2 separate regions of the Mus musculus genome follow, and region 1 is linked to region 2. Evidence: chromatin contacts called from public Micro-C data. All regions are on one chromosome and are shown on one strand. Each heading gives the region's core, a stretch centred on a gene start, on an enhancer-like site or on the middle of the called end of the contact. The rest is flanking DNA. Distances are from core to core; before and after follow the strand shown. Region 1 overlaps Map4k4 (mitogen-activated protein kinase kinase kinase kinase 4). Region 2 overlaps Creg2 (cellular repressor of E1A-stimulated genes 2).

Evidence for each region. Hi-C and Micro-C count contacts between places; a contact is called where the count stands out from the background.
Region 1: a contact with region 2 is called in a Micro-C map of embryonic stem cells, with 1.9 times the contacts expected there. The contact joins two enhancer-like sites. A contact is called at or near these places in 1 of 15 datasets of contacts at CTCF or cohesin (pro-B cells), 4 of 484 Hi-C or Micro-C datasets (the HL-1 cell line, brown adipocytes, cerebellum and 1 more), 2 of 115 datasets of contacts at active chromatin or transcription factors (acute myeloid leukemia and microglia) and 3 of 9 other capture datasets (adipose tissue, embryonic stem cells and liver).

Annotation. Positions count from the first base shown.
Region 1 is chr1:40,000,163-40,007,713 of GRCm38.p6, forward strand. It overlaps Map4k4 (mitogen-activated protein kinase kinase kinase kinase 4), which reads left to right. Exons shown (of 32, transcript NM_001252200.1): 15 at 462-587; 16 at 1,268-1,429; 17 at 3,595-3,825; 18 at 4,645-4,751; 19 at 6,509-6,660; 20 at 7,271-7,368. Among named protein-coding and RNA genes, the nearest start is that of Il1r2, 81 kb to the right of the region's middle. Within about 2 kb of position 2,804, at least 47 of the 459 cell types and tissues checked have an H3K27ac peak or open chromatin away from gene starts, as enhancers often do. A contact at or near this core is called in embryonic stem cells, where this site is marked.
Region 2 is chr1:39,612,577-39,619,413 of GRCm38.p6, forward strand. Creg2 (cellular repressor of E1A-stimulated genes 2) reads right to left here. Exons shown (of 4, transcript NM_170597.4): 4 at 5,830-6,837. Among named protein-coding and RNA genes, the nearest start is that of Gm51620, 24 kb to the left of the region's middle. Within about 2 kb of position 1,670, at least 89 of the 459 cell types and tissues checked have an H3K27ac peak or open chromatin away from gene starts, as enhancers often do. A contact at or near this core is called in embryonic stem cells, where this site is marked.

The DNA.
Region 1 (7,551 bases), core at 1,554-4,053, 390 kb after region 2:
CTCCTTGTTTGGTAAATGCCTGTCAACTCTTAAACAGAACCTGGCATTCAGTGAATGTGAAAATGCCAGAGGTATCAGGTTCACAGTGCATGCTGTGGGAATTTTTGCTGAGTATGTGTGTATATATACCACTGTATCTGATGTTTAATTGAATTCCTTTACTCCGCAATGATGTTACAGTTAGCAAATGCTGTCACATTTTACACAGGTAACATGCTATTTAAAATCCCAGCCATTTTGCCTTGCTCTTAAACAATGGGGGAAGTGCTATTTAAAAAAAAAAAAAAAACCAAAGCCAAGAAGGGATCCAGAGAGGAGGTGAGCTCGCCACGGTCCCCAGATTCAGTGTCACCCTCTCCCTCTCCAAGGAGTGCCGATGGCGGGAGATGGAGGAGCACCGGCAGGCAGAGAGGCTCCAGAGGCAGTTGCAACAAGAACAAGCATATCTCCTGTCTCTACAGCACGACCACAGGAGGCCGCACGCACAGCAGCAGCCGCCGCCCCCGCAGCAGCAGGACAGGAGCAAACCGAGCTTTCATGCTCCAGAGCCCAAGCCTCACTATGACCCTGCTGACAGAGCTCGGGAGGTACCTGCTTTCCCTATTGCTTACAGACTGGTCCCGAGAGAGCTAGGCGTCCCCTGATGACTGTCGAGAGCTGTACTGCAGGATCTCACCTCTGTTTTCTGCATGGATTTCTTGGTTAACAAATGCTAGAGAGATCAGAAGAAAACTACACACACACACACAAGTACCTGGCAGTGTTAGTCTTTACCATGCGAATGAGAGAAATGTCAGTCTTGTTTAAGACTAGCATGAGGAGGCAGTGGACTTTTAGCCTTACTGGATCAGTGGTGTTTGGATGACCAGAGCCTCCCATAAGGATGCAGCAAGTGGTCCTCTCTGGGCTAGACAGAAGGACGTGGGTGCGTCCAGGAGCACTGTGCGGTTCTGGCCTGCAGATGGCTCCCTTCTACATCTTCCCTCACAGGGAGCAGAGTCCAGGACAGATTCTGTTCTTTAGAGAGTAATGAAGCTCTAGGTGCTGAGGATAGTCTAGAAGCTGCTTTGCTTAATTTTCATTTTCATAGTTTTTAAAAGTCCTCTATCAAATCTTAGCCCTGCTCAGCACCGCCACTGTGCACTTAGCTGCCTCTCTTCTCAGAGCTGAATAGAACACATTTTCTCTCAGTTGTCTTGCTCTTACATGTTCCTCATCTCTCCTTTCCTACTAACATGGAGCCGTGTCTTCTAATTCTCTGACGCAGGTGGAAGATAGATTTAGAAAGACTAACCACAGCTCCCCTGAGGCCCAGGCTAAGCAAACGGGCAGAGGACTGGAGCCACCCGTGCCTTCCCGGTCAGAGTCTTTTTCCAATGGCAACTCCGAGTCTGTGCACCCTGCCCTGCAGAGACCAGCGGAGCCACAGGTAGCAGCAGTAGCTCCCTGTGCCACGTGTAGCCCGTTGTCTCAACAGCTGGTGTGAACAGGAGGCGTGCATTCAGCGTAGGGAGAGGAGGCTTGTCGTTTGTTTGTTTTGTTGTCTAAGATTTTTATTGAACTCATTATGGCTATCTCCAGTCAATACTTTTATTTCCCCCTCCTTAACTCAGATGTGAAGTCCCTCCTTCCTCTTAAATACTTTTTTAAATTATATTTTTAGAACGTTGGTTTTATTGTATAAGCAGGTTAGAAGAGAACTTTTAACCTGAACATTTTGAAGTAAGTACTTTGTGTCTGTGGTCCCAGCTCCCTGAAGGACCTTTGGACGCTAAAGGTGGCCTTGCATTTCTGTGCAGGCTCCTATTTATTTGGCTGAATGTGTAAATTTCCTGGGAAAAGGTTTTTGGTTTTGTTTGTTTGTTTGTTTGTTGTTTTAAAATACAAAACCAGATTCTCAAACCTGTCAAGATTGAACACAGGTTATGCCTAGTGGGTTGAATATTGATTTCCTGTAAGAGATTAGGACAGAGTTTATGACTTTTCCTTCAGTCTGTCCCAGAGTCTGTCTTGTCTGAGTGCTCAGAAGAGAAGCAGCAGCCTTGTCTAGAAAGGACAGTAGGTGGCAGACACACCCATCCCCTGAGGGTGTGTAGGCACTCCTCCATGCTGCTCTGCCTCACACACTTCTCTGAGCTTTCTGTACTCGGTCGGCCCTGGTGTTTGCATGTCACCTAGGACAAGAGTTGGTGGTTTTGAGAAGAAATGGCCCTTCTGTGACAGATGCAGTCACATGAGAATTTGAATGTGTTCTGCAGTAACCAACCCTCCTGGGGGATGGTTGAGCTGAGCAAATCTGAGGTACAGGGGGTGGGGTTTATGCAGATATAGCAGCTGAGAGCTTCAGAGAGCTACACCAGAGAATGCCAGCAGAGGCAGTGGGAAGGGCCAGGTGCCACTTGCTGCTCCACTTAGTGCCTGTTTCCTGGTGAGAAGCATGGTTGTCCTGAGAGCTAAACCCAACACAAGGGCAAACTTGCCTCTGAGCAGCAGGCTCGAGAAGCTTCTGTTTGAGGAGATGAGACAGACAGCCTCTCTTCCTCCGCTGCAGAGTTCTTGCCCCAAGCTTTCACCTGCAGGAGGGAAACTCGTGTGGCTCCTAGCGTTGAGTCCCACTTAGCGTTATTTGGTAACACATCCGTTTGGTTGCTCTCCCAGTGAACACTTAGATGTTTTAGTAGTATGGGAATTGTACCAAAGCTAGGATTCTTTGGATCTGCCTGTGAGCCACAGAGACTATGCACTGGGTCTTAACTGCCGGTTTCACCTGCAGAAGCCAGGCAAGTCAGCACAAGACACATTGATTAGTGCGTGCTGAGTTACAGCTCCCATAACCGCCTTAGTGGTTGGTTATTCTCCAGCAGTGAGGTACAGGTACCTCTTACTAAAATAGTTTATAGAGTTCTGAGAGGATGTTTTTTTAAAGTGACTGCAGAAATTCACTTGGCCAATTGTCATGTCCTTGAGTTCTCATTTCAAAGGCATATTCCTACTGTCAGCCCAGAGTATCTTGATGCTGGTCAGCCTGGGCTTTCTTGGTACTGGATATTTTGGTAAAGAAATTTTAATCCCACTTTTTTCATAACTAGGAGTGTAAACTCAGCTAGGTCTAAAACATTTTAAGATTGGGAGAAAAAAATATTGGTATTCTTGAAAAGTTGGCTGTTCTTAAGTTTCTCTGCTACAGTCCCATAATAGGAAGAGTGTGTGTGCACGCACAAATAAGTCCCGTCAGTAAGATTCTCAGACCCAGGGTTCTGAGGTGGTGGGGAGGTTTGCTGATGAGCAGTGTCTCTGTCATGTGGTCCCCAGCTCTCTGTGCTGACATGGACATGCATGTATCACTCTCCCCTCGGGGGTCTGTGCATGCCCCTGTTCACTGCTGTCTGCAGTTTGTGTCTGGGCACTTTCCCTTATGCGTGTGCCTTTGCTCTTCCTCTTGCCTGTCACCAGCATGGAGCCTATTGGCTGCTCCATGCTTGACACTATGCCTCCCCGACTCACACCCACCTCCTGTTTGGGATTTAGTGTTGACCAGAAAAGCTAGTTGTATGCAGAACGCATTGAATGTTTTGTGTTTTGTTTTCTTGTAAGGTACAGTGGTCCCACCTGGCATCTCTCAAGAACAATGTCTCCCCTGTCTCGAGATCCCATTCCTTCAGTGACCCTTCTCCCAAATTCGCACACCACCATCTCCGCTCTCAGGACCCATGTCCACCTTCCCGCAGTGAGGGGCTCAGTCAGAGCTCTGACTCTAAGTCGGAGGTGCCCGAGCCCACCCAAAAGGCTTGGTCTAGATCAGACAGTGACGAGGTGCCTCCAAGGGTAAGGACAGACAGACAGACGCGCTGTTTTCTCTTTATTTAAACTTACTGTTTGCTGTGATGATGGGAACAGTGACTTACTTCATCAGGGCTAAAGGGCCAGAAGTTTCAAATGACTTCTCAGGGAGGGAAGCCATTCCCCACCTCAGCAGTTACAATTAGCCAATGGTTAGTTAGCTTTTTATCATTGACTGGTTTTAAACGTAGTTTAATAAAAAGTATTTATGGAAAAAATTTTAAGCAACATGCTTCTAAATAAGTAGAATTATAAATGTGTACAGAAGCTCTCCATTATTGTGCATGACATCAAGAATTTAAGAAAAAATCTTATGAGGAAAAATTAACAAGACCATGATTTTTTACTTTAAAGTTGAGCGTATTGTACTTAATAGTACATGAGGATTAAAAGGCACATCTCAGTTTATTTTTTCCTCCACTTGGAATTTGCTTCCTCTGAATATTTTCTCGCTTCTTTGCCAGTCTTTGCTTCCTGCTGATCTATTTGTAGACCGTTGTTGGATTTCTTTGAGCTTACTTTTGTGATTCTCACATACTATCTCAGGGAAGCGCTGCTGTATGCTCTCTGCCACCCGCTTCAGTCCAAACATGACTTCAGCATGACAGGACTGTAGAGATGGGCCAGGCTGTCTGGATCGTGCAGGAGCAGGGGAGGCTTGGGAAAGGGAAGAGCTAGCTTCGTGGCAGGCATTCCGGACTGAGGAAGGCTGTGTTATAAAGTGTACTGTGAGGAGGGGGGGCTGGGGGGGAGCTGTGGTGTTCTTCTGTTGTCTGTCTTAACTGCTGTGTTTCCTACCTAAAGGTTCCCGTGAGAACGACCTCTCGTTCCCCTGTCCTCTCCCGTCGGGATTCCCCACTGCAGGGCGGTGGACAGCAGAATAGCCAAGCAGGACAGAGAAATTCCACCAGGTAAAAAAAGAGAACTGACAGGAGGAGATGTGCTGTGGCTCCCAGTCTCTCAGAAAGTCATCTGTTGTCTGTTTGCAGAAATGTGCATCTCTAGCACTGAGGTTCTAGACCGATGTGACATATTTTACACACTCACACACACACACACACACTCACACTCACACACACACGCAGCAGCAGCAGCGTTATTGATCAGTAGTGAGAAGCAGATTTGAATCTTGATGTGTATTGTAATTTTGAAATGTAAACTATATTTCTCTGTAAAGGTAGAGAAGGGAGAATTGAGAACAGGTTCTAAGAAACATAATTTGAGAGAGGTTTTTAGTCTAGAAGAAATTGTGAGGGTTTAGACTGAGTTAAAAGAAATCACAGCCAAGTTAGTATTCCCTCACAACCTGCCATAGACTACCATGCTAGCCAAGTGATGTCATTGCTGAGGTTTAGGGTGGCTCTGTCTGATGCAGTAGCTCTTGGCCAATGAGGCTGAGTATGAATTTAACTTAATTAAAATGAATTAAGCTTCACCTTTTTGGTGGCTGGAGTCACGTGTTGTTAGTGGCTCTGACGTTTGCTCAGGTGTGGAGTGTGCTGTGTGTGCACTTACTGAAAACTTGTCACTGTTGCCCTGCAGATATCATTAAGTGTTTGGTAATTTGGTCATCAGTGGACCTGTGGTGTTGGCAGTGTTGGTACAAGTGCCTAGATGGATGACAGTCCAGAGTCTGCAGGCAACACTTTAATGCTGGTGACCAGAGAGATCTGGCATTCTCCTATGACAGACAGTGTCCAGGGCACAGATTCTTCCCAGTGTATGTGTGCTATGGGTCTGACCATGGCAGGAAGCCTCACGGCTTTGCTTCCTCCACACATCAGAGTGGACTGTGGGTATCCAAGGTGTGGAAGCTGTCATAGTGGATGAGGGCAACCTAGATACAGAAAAATTTCTGAGTAATTATTTCCAATTAAGAGTAGGGTCTATAGACAGAAGTGGTTGTAGGTGTAAACAGTCATATTTCACTTCATATATAACATGGATTTCATGTGCTTTAGCAAGAAGATACTGTTCAGCATCTTTTGGGTTTAAGATATTGAAGATGCTGGCCCTGAATACAGTCTTTGTAATGTGCAGTGCGCTCTGTGTGCAGTGCACTTTGTGTGTGCAGTGCACACTCTGTGTGGAGCATGCTCTGTGTGCAGTGTACTTTGTGCAATGTGCTGTGTGTGCAGTATGCTATGTGTGATGTGTTCTGTGTGCAGTGCACTGTGTGTGCAATGTGCTGCGAGTGCCGTGTGCTCTGTGCAGTGTGCTGTGTGTGCACTATGCAGTGTGTGCTGTGTATGCAATGTGTTCTGTGTGCAGTGCACTCTGTGCAGTATGCTCTGTACAGTATGCTGTGTGTGCTATGTAAGTATACTCTGTGTGCAGTATGCTATGTGTATTGTGTTCCCTGTGTGCAGTGCACTATGTGTGCAATGTACTCTGTACAGTGCACTATGTGCGCAATGTGCTGTGTGTGCAGTGCACTGTGTGTGCAGTACAGACTGTGTGCTGTGTATGTGTGGTATACTCTGTGTGTGCAGTATGCTGTGTGTATAGTGTGCTCTGTGTGCAGTGAGCTCTGCAGTGCATGCTATGTATGCAGTGCACTCTGTGCAGTGCACTGTGTTAGCTGCTGTTGCAGGCTTCTCTCTGCCTCCACAGTGCATGTCTCTGCTATAGTATGATGGGATGACACTGTTCTCTCCTTTTCTAACAGCAGTATTGAGCCCCGGCTTCTTTGGGAGAGAGTGGAAAAGCTGGTCCCCAGGCCAGGCAGTGGCAGCTCTTCAGGGTCCAGCAACTCAGGATCCCAGCCTGGCTCCCATCCTGGGTCTCAGAGCGGCTCCGGTGAACGCTTCAGAGTGAGATGTAGGCTATCTCTCCTATACACTTTCTCTAGGGACAGCCATGGCTGCAGTTTGTTATTAGAAGAACTCCATGTGTAAAAGGAGGCCCAGCTCTGCATATAGCTGCATTTTACAAAGTGATGCTTTGACATAGATTGCTGAGGATATAATCAGTGCCAATAAGGTTACCCAGAAAGCTGTATTTTCAGTGCTTCGCACACGGGTGCCATGGTTGCTTCACAGCTGAGTGGAATTAAATGCTTTGCCTAAGGTGAATTAGCTAAATGCCTCAGCTGGGATTTGAACACATTTCTTCCATTTTGAACTCTGAGGCTGTGCTGTAGTCAGTGTGTATTACTGGTGACAGTAGTCAAAAAGTTCCTTCACTGAGCTCTTCTCACTACTTGGAAGCAGGTATTAAACAGAGGTGGGAAGAGGGAAGCCTTTCCCTCAGAAGGGCTGCCAGCGTGTCCCTTGGCCCTGTTTTACCCCAGAGTTCAGACCCTATGGAGAGGGGTCGACTGACGTCAGCAGGGGGAAGCCAGAAGCTAGACTGAAGGGGAGGAGGTGGAGAGTGTGTGACATGCGTTTATCTGTGTCTCTGCTTTTTTTGTCTCTCCTGAACGTACCAGCATCATCCAAGTCTGAAGGTTCTCCATCGCCACGCCAGGAAAGTGCAGCCAAAAAGCCTGACGATAAGAAAGAAGTATTCCGGCCTCTCAAGCCTGCGGTAAGTACTGTGTAAAATCACTTAGTTCTGTGTCAAGCTGGAGGGAAACCTTTGTGTTAAGAATATTGTTGAAGGGCTGGGGTATGCAGTTGCATGTGGGAGGTCCCAAGCTCAGTCTCCAGCGAAAAGAAAGGAAAAGTGATGGAGAGGCCTGCAGTGGTTTGATTTTTGTGTGGCCCTTCC
Region 2 (6,837 bases), core at 420-2,919:
AGGGTGGATTTGCCCTGACTATGATATTGGACTTGTGGGGGTCACTGTGTTGACTTAGTAAAATGCCACAGGGCACTTTAAATCAGGAGAGCATGGATCAGTGGAACTACTGGGCAGGCTACCAGAAACAGGTTAGGATGTTCCTTGGGGAAAAGAGGCTTATGGGTAAAAATTAAACCAAGTTAGGTTCGATGCCCTAAAGGCAGTGGCTCTCAACTTTCCAAATGCCGTGACCCCTGTGTCGTAGTGACTCCTCGAGCATAACATTATTCCATTTCTACTTCCTAACAGTAATTTTGCTACCTTTATGAATTGTAATATTAATATTTTTGGAAATAGAGGTTTGCCAAAGGGGTCTCGAGCCCCTTGAGGAAGGCTGAGAACCACTGCCTTAAGGTAAAGAGGCCTCCTGTGAGAGTCTAACCTACAGGTTAGATGCAGGGCTGTGCCTGGGACTGGGAAGCAGGGTGGCTGTTAGTATTGCGATGGAGCTGCACCTGTGTGGGAAAACTTCCGATCAAAGACTCAGAACCCCCCAGGCATAGGTGAAGCCTTTCTTGCCAAGCTGGTTCAAAAGTTTCTGATGTGTTAGGATGTGAGGAGAAAGTCTCTCTCCCACCCACTCCAGAAAGCCTAAAAGGCTCCATAGGGCTTTTGTCTGACCTTGGACAGCTGCACAGTGACCTTGAGGGGCTTACAGTTTTCAGTTTCTCTCACAGCTGGCGCTGTCTGTTGCTTATATCCTGGCCTGATTCATAAGACTCTTACTCTGAGGTAATTATTACTTTTTCAATAAAAGCATCTGGACAGAGATATTCTTTATAAGCGATATCCACCAGAATATACTTGCAGAATATAGGACACTATAGGACAAGCAGTAACAATGATTAATATGTCCCAAGACAAACAAACCCCACGAAACATTCAAGATAAATACATGATCTTTTCCAAGTATTTATGGAAAGATGACTTTTGCACAAGATAGATCTAAATCTAGAGGGCTTGGAGAGACGGTGCAGAGGTTAAGGGCCCACAGGACTCTGCAGCAGATGGAATTCTGGTCCTAGCAGCCTTTGGGGGCAGTTCACAACTGCTTGTAATTCCAGCTCCAGGGGATCTGGTGCCCGATTCTGGCCTCTGTGGGTGCTGCACTCACATGTACAACACTACATTTAGACACACACACACACACAACTTCAAAATAAATTCTAAAATAAAAAGATCTAGATGATGTTACTTTTAGTTTAAAGATCTTGACTGCCTCATTTGTGTTTCTGGAATCCGATGGCTCTTAGTTCTATCAGATGCAGTAAGTTTTCCTGGAACCAAGTACTGAAGGCTTACTTTATAGACAGTAAAATGATGAAGAAAATAGAAACAAGAAGGGGCTTTGCGGGCTCACGCTATTCCTCTTGGAAGGCTGCGACAGGAGGATGGACCAAGAGGATGAGATTAGGTTACCTCTGGTTTCTTTGTGTGAGTGTGAGCCCCTTGGCAGAGGCAGAAGGAAGTTAAGAATCACAACTGAAACAGGTTTGGGAAATTTGAGCATTAACCTTTTCTCCTGGTTTCTCAGAAAAATGGAGAAAAACTCCCTTTTGCCTTACTGAAGGGAAGTGTGGCCAGTGCGCTGGCCTTGCGCGCACTGGCCTTGCCTGTTTGTGGCAGTCACTGCGGTCTCTCTGCTAGGCCCTCGAGAGAAATGCTCTGACCCCCGTGGCAATGGCTACAGAGAAAAGTCCACACTGTTGGAAATAGATGTGTCTGGGGCCGGTACTTTCGGGAGCCGGTGCAAGCTGCGTAGCCTCTCTAGGTGTCTGAAAACATCTGGTGCTGATACGGCTCAAGGCCAAACAACCCAAAAGCCTCGGGCGGGCGAGCTGAGCAACTCCAGGACAGGTAGGTTAACACAAAGGCAGCATCTTCTGCAGGAAGTTAGGACCCAGTGAGCTCTTGATAAGAAGAGCATTTACAAGCTTGAAGACTGCAGGGGAAGGAAGCAGATGTAATCTCCCACTACAGAAGTTCCCTTTTCTGCCCTATAAAACTCCAACCCGCCCCACCCCCCACCCCCACTCCTAAGCACATTCCCCAGGAGTGGCTTCTGCCCTTGGCTGTTCTGATTAAAGGAAAACCTGCTTCTGTAGGGTCTGGTCTCCAATGTTCTCTAGCCTGGAGCGATTCTAACAATCAGCCAACTGATCTAACTCTAGCCTCCGGCTCACACAAGGCCTGAGTAAGCACACTTGGGAAAGGCTTCTCTGTTCTGCCCTCCTCATCTTTTACAAGTAGCTGTTCCTACAGCCTGTATCTGGATCCTGGACCCTGGCGGGGGCTTCAGTAGCTGCGCTGAGGATATTGAAGAAGTAAGAGAGGAGGGCAACCCCAGGAGCGGAGGAGTAAGACCCACCTCCATCCTTATTGGACTTCCCCAAAGCATGGGGGAAGGAAAGAAGTTGAGTCAAGATGGGGTTTAATGTTTGCTTCAAGGACAAGCGACTGTAAATAAAGTTCCACTGCTCAGTCACCAGGGGGCGCACTAAATCTTTGCCTCCTACAAAATTCCCAAGTTTGGAAACTGTAAGTTTGTTAGAAACTCCCAAAGGTCCCACCGCTTATCTAGAAATGTCCAGGAGATGAAGAAACCACCGTGAGACATGGAGCAGGTAAGGACGATCAGAGCAAGAAGTGAAACCATTCATCCTCAGATACCTCGGTTCTTGCCAGGGGGATCCGACAGTAGACAAAGGGCTTCTGTGGGATGTGAAAAAACGAGGGACGTCGAGGCACAGCCAGCACTATAGCCCCCCTACGGTGAGCCAAGCAGGCTTGGGGATAATCTCGTTCTAGTGGGGAGAAACTGAGGTAGAAACGAACCCCTCGTGCTTGAAAGTTGGTGAAGCAATGAAATGAAGTCAATTCTGTCTCCAAACCAATTTTAAGTTCTAGTATGGGGGAAGACACTACAGACCAGTGTTGGTGTCCCAGTGAGCTGAGAGGAGGAGGAGGAGGAGGAGCAGGAGGAGCAGGAGGAGGAGCGAAGCACAAACAAGAAGCAAGAAGCTAAATGGTGTTCCCGGCTTGTAGAGTCAGGGTAACTAACACCAATGACCAAAAAAAAAAAAAAAAAAAAAAAAAAAAAAAAAAAATGGCTGTTGCATGCCCGGTTATTTCTGTCACCGTATCCCATCCATTGAAACTAGTCTCTCTCTCTGATCTCTCCTCTGCTTGGTTACGTTTGTGCAGCTGTGATGGAAAGCAGAGAGCCAGACAGGAGTGAGGGGCAGCAATGACCTCGTAGGCCACCTCTATCAATTGGGACTTTTGCAGCTAGGCCCCACCCCAAACATTTCCCTACCTCTGTAAACTCCATCAATGGCTGGGGACCAGTGTTCAGACCACGCAGCAAGCCTGTGGGAGACTTGTTCTTTAAAACCAGAACATCCCTTAAGTCCAATTCCTCACAAGATTGCATTAGTCCCCTGGTTTCAGCATAATGGTTTTACACTCTAGCAATTGTGACTCCATCTTAAATTTTACCCTGGTCTTTTGGGGCTCAGTGTAGAAGCTCAGTCCAAAACAATAGCCCCCAGAAATTCCTATTTCTTTAAAAATTAATATTCCTGGGCCAGGGGATGTAGCTAGGTTGGTAGAATATTTATGTTGCATGCATGGAGCCCTGAAGGGTTCAGACACTGGCAGGACACAAACCTGGATGTGGTTGATCATGCCTGTAATCTCATGTTGAGGAGGAAGGATGCTCACAAGTGGAAGGATCAGATATTCAAAGTGATCTTCTGCCCAGTGAGTTCAAGGCCACTCGCAGGGACAGCCAGATGTCTCCTATAAGTCCCTTAACCATCCTTTTAGCTACTGTAGCTGTTCCCACCTGACTTTTGCTTTGCCTACACACAGAGCCATTCCGCAGGAAGAGAAAGCGTGGCTGCTGTCTAAGTAATCCCTTGAGGGCATGCCCAGTCAAATATGTGGACTTTAAAAATGTGGACTCCAGGTTTACAATGGGAGCCAGTCCTTGGGATGGATACATACACAGAGAGTCAGCACAGAGATAAATATAGGAATTGTCCAAGGATGGAGTGTGTTATGTGGTTAGCCTGGCAACGGCAGATGCTGAGGATGCTGGCTGAATTGGTGGACCTTGATATCCACAGGCCTACTTTGTGGGCAGGGTCACTGGCTTGCTGTCCACTGTAGACCTCTTCTGCTTCTCTAACCCTTCTGAATAGGCGTGGTGGGCAAGTAGCTGCTTGGGCTTTATGGCTAGAAGGAGGAAGAGTCTGGGCTCACAGTTAGAGGGAGATCAGTTCTGGAGATAGCCTGCTCCAAGGTGTGGGCAAGGGACTGAGGACTGAGGTGGGGGTGTAGCATTTCCCAACCTTGCTGCATGAAGACCCACATCCCACTCTGGGGTGAGCTGGCATTGTTAGCCTAAGGAGAGATATTGGTCCATCCGTGAAAGCCTCAGTCTCCCATGATGGAGCATTCTCATGGGTGCTCCACATTCTTGTATGACCTTTGATGTCTTCTTTTCGCGTATAAAGCAGGACTTTTTCTTAGTCCTGGTCTGTAGGAATAACAGCTGTATTTAAAACTTACTGTTTTTAATATAGCTGTTATGCTACACCCCTACCTCAGTCCCTTGCCCACACCTTGGAGCAGGCTATCTCCAGAAATGATCTCCCTCTAACTGTGAGCCCAGACTTTTCCTCCTTCTATATTATGCCAGGCAGTGGTGGCACATGCCTTTAATCCCAGCACTTGGGAGGCAGAGGCAGGCGGATTTCTGAGTTCGAGGCCAGCCTGGTCTACAGAGTGAGTTTCAGGACAGTCAGGGGGTACACAGAGAAACCCTGTCTAGAAAAACCAAAAGCCAAACAAAAGGAAACAAACTAGCAAATGCAGGGCCTGGGCAGTTGGCTCAGTCTGCAGAGTTCTAGCACACAAACCTGAGGACCTGGGTTCCTGTAAGCCCAGTACTGGGAGAACAGATTCAGGCAGAATGCTGAGCTCAGCAACCAGCCCAGCCAACTTAGTAAGCACCAGGGTTAGTGAGAGACCTCGTCTTAAAAACAAAGTGGAGGGAGCTGGGGTAATGGCTCAGCCAGTATAAATGCCTGTTAGGTACATATATGTCCTGATTTCAAATCCCAGCACCCATGTAAAAATCCAGGCCTGGCCACATCAGCACCACACACCTGTAACCCCATTCTGTGGAAGGACAAGATAGGAGGGTCACTTAGCTGCCAGTTAAGCTGTGGTTCAGAGAGACCCTGTTGCAGGGGAATAAGGTAAAGAGTAATGAATGGGACACATGATGTTCTCCTTTGATCTCTCTCTGTGTGTATATACACACATATACACATGCACACATACACACATGCACACATACAGACACATACACACTCACACATACATACACACACACTCCTACACATATACATATATACACACACACATACCATACACATACATATATACACATACACACACACATATACTCACACACACATACACACATACATATACACAAACACACACTCACATACACACACAAACACACACAAATACACAAACACACACTCTTAAAAGATTAAGGTGGGAAGCACTTAAGGAGAATGCCTAACATTGACTTCAGGCCTATAAATGTACACACATGGCATGTATGCACACCTGTATGCATATGTGCATACACAAATGTGTACATATGCAAACATATCTATATATAGTGTAGGCATACATACACACACACAATTAAATCAGCAGGCAATCAATTGGTTAACTACTTTAAGACTGGGAAATCTAAAACGTGGCAGCAATAGCATTTCTTTTTATTTATATATTGTTATTCTTTGACAATTTAGTATATGTTTACAAAGAAATATTATCATACCCCTCCACCCCAATTTCCCCCTCAGCTCCCCTGGGATCTACTCCCAAGTCCACCTCTCAATTTCACGCCCTCTTCTCTTCTCTTTGTTTTAGTTAAAAGAAAACCCCACTAAGCCCATTTATTCTGTGCATGTGTGTGCAGCCGTGGTTGCAGCTGGCAGCCAGGAACAGGGTCCCTTGCACTCCTGCCGCAGTTGGGCTGGAATTTACAACAGTATTTCTAGGTCAGTAGATAAAGTTCCCATAACTCAGAGCCTCATAAAGTCACAGCAGCCATGATCGATGGCAAAGCACGTGAGTCCCAGCAGCTCTGGAGGATTGCCTGAGCCTAGGGTTTCAGGATCAGCCTGGGCACGGCAGCAAGATCAGTCTCAGCAGGGAAGAGGTACAAACGCTCATTCTTTTCTTTCCGTTGGATGGGTTCTCAGCAGATGTACTGTATAGTAGCCTCTGTTCTTTTCAGGAACCTAATAATGTTGTTTATAACAGTTCATTAAGAAGACTGTGTAGAACTACCCAATATCTTTAGGATATCATAGTCAAGCACGGAAGTTGTACTAGGAATGAAACAGTCTTTGATGAAACAGACATACCTGGTGTGAAAACAGACTTTGTGCTCTCCGTGCAGTACCCGGGACAGACAAACCGCAATTAAGTTTCCCATGAGTGTCTTGCTACCACAATCGGATGAACATCAATGGGTGATCCTAGAGAAGTCTGCCATCAATAAATACTTCACTAGTGACAGCCATGTTATTAACAGTGAAATACAAGAACACATTTCAATCCTAAAAGAACACAGTCACCAAGAGTCAATATGTACTAAGGGCAGCAGAAGCAGCAGCGTCTCACTGACGTGCTAGCTTTGTGTTTGTGGCAAGCCATGACAAACTCATAGCAAAGACTACCTCCCATCCCAGATTAGAG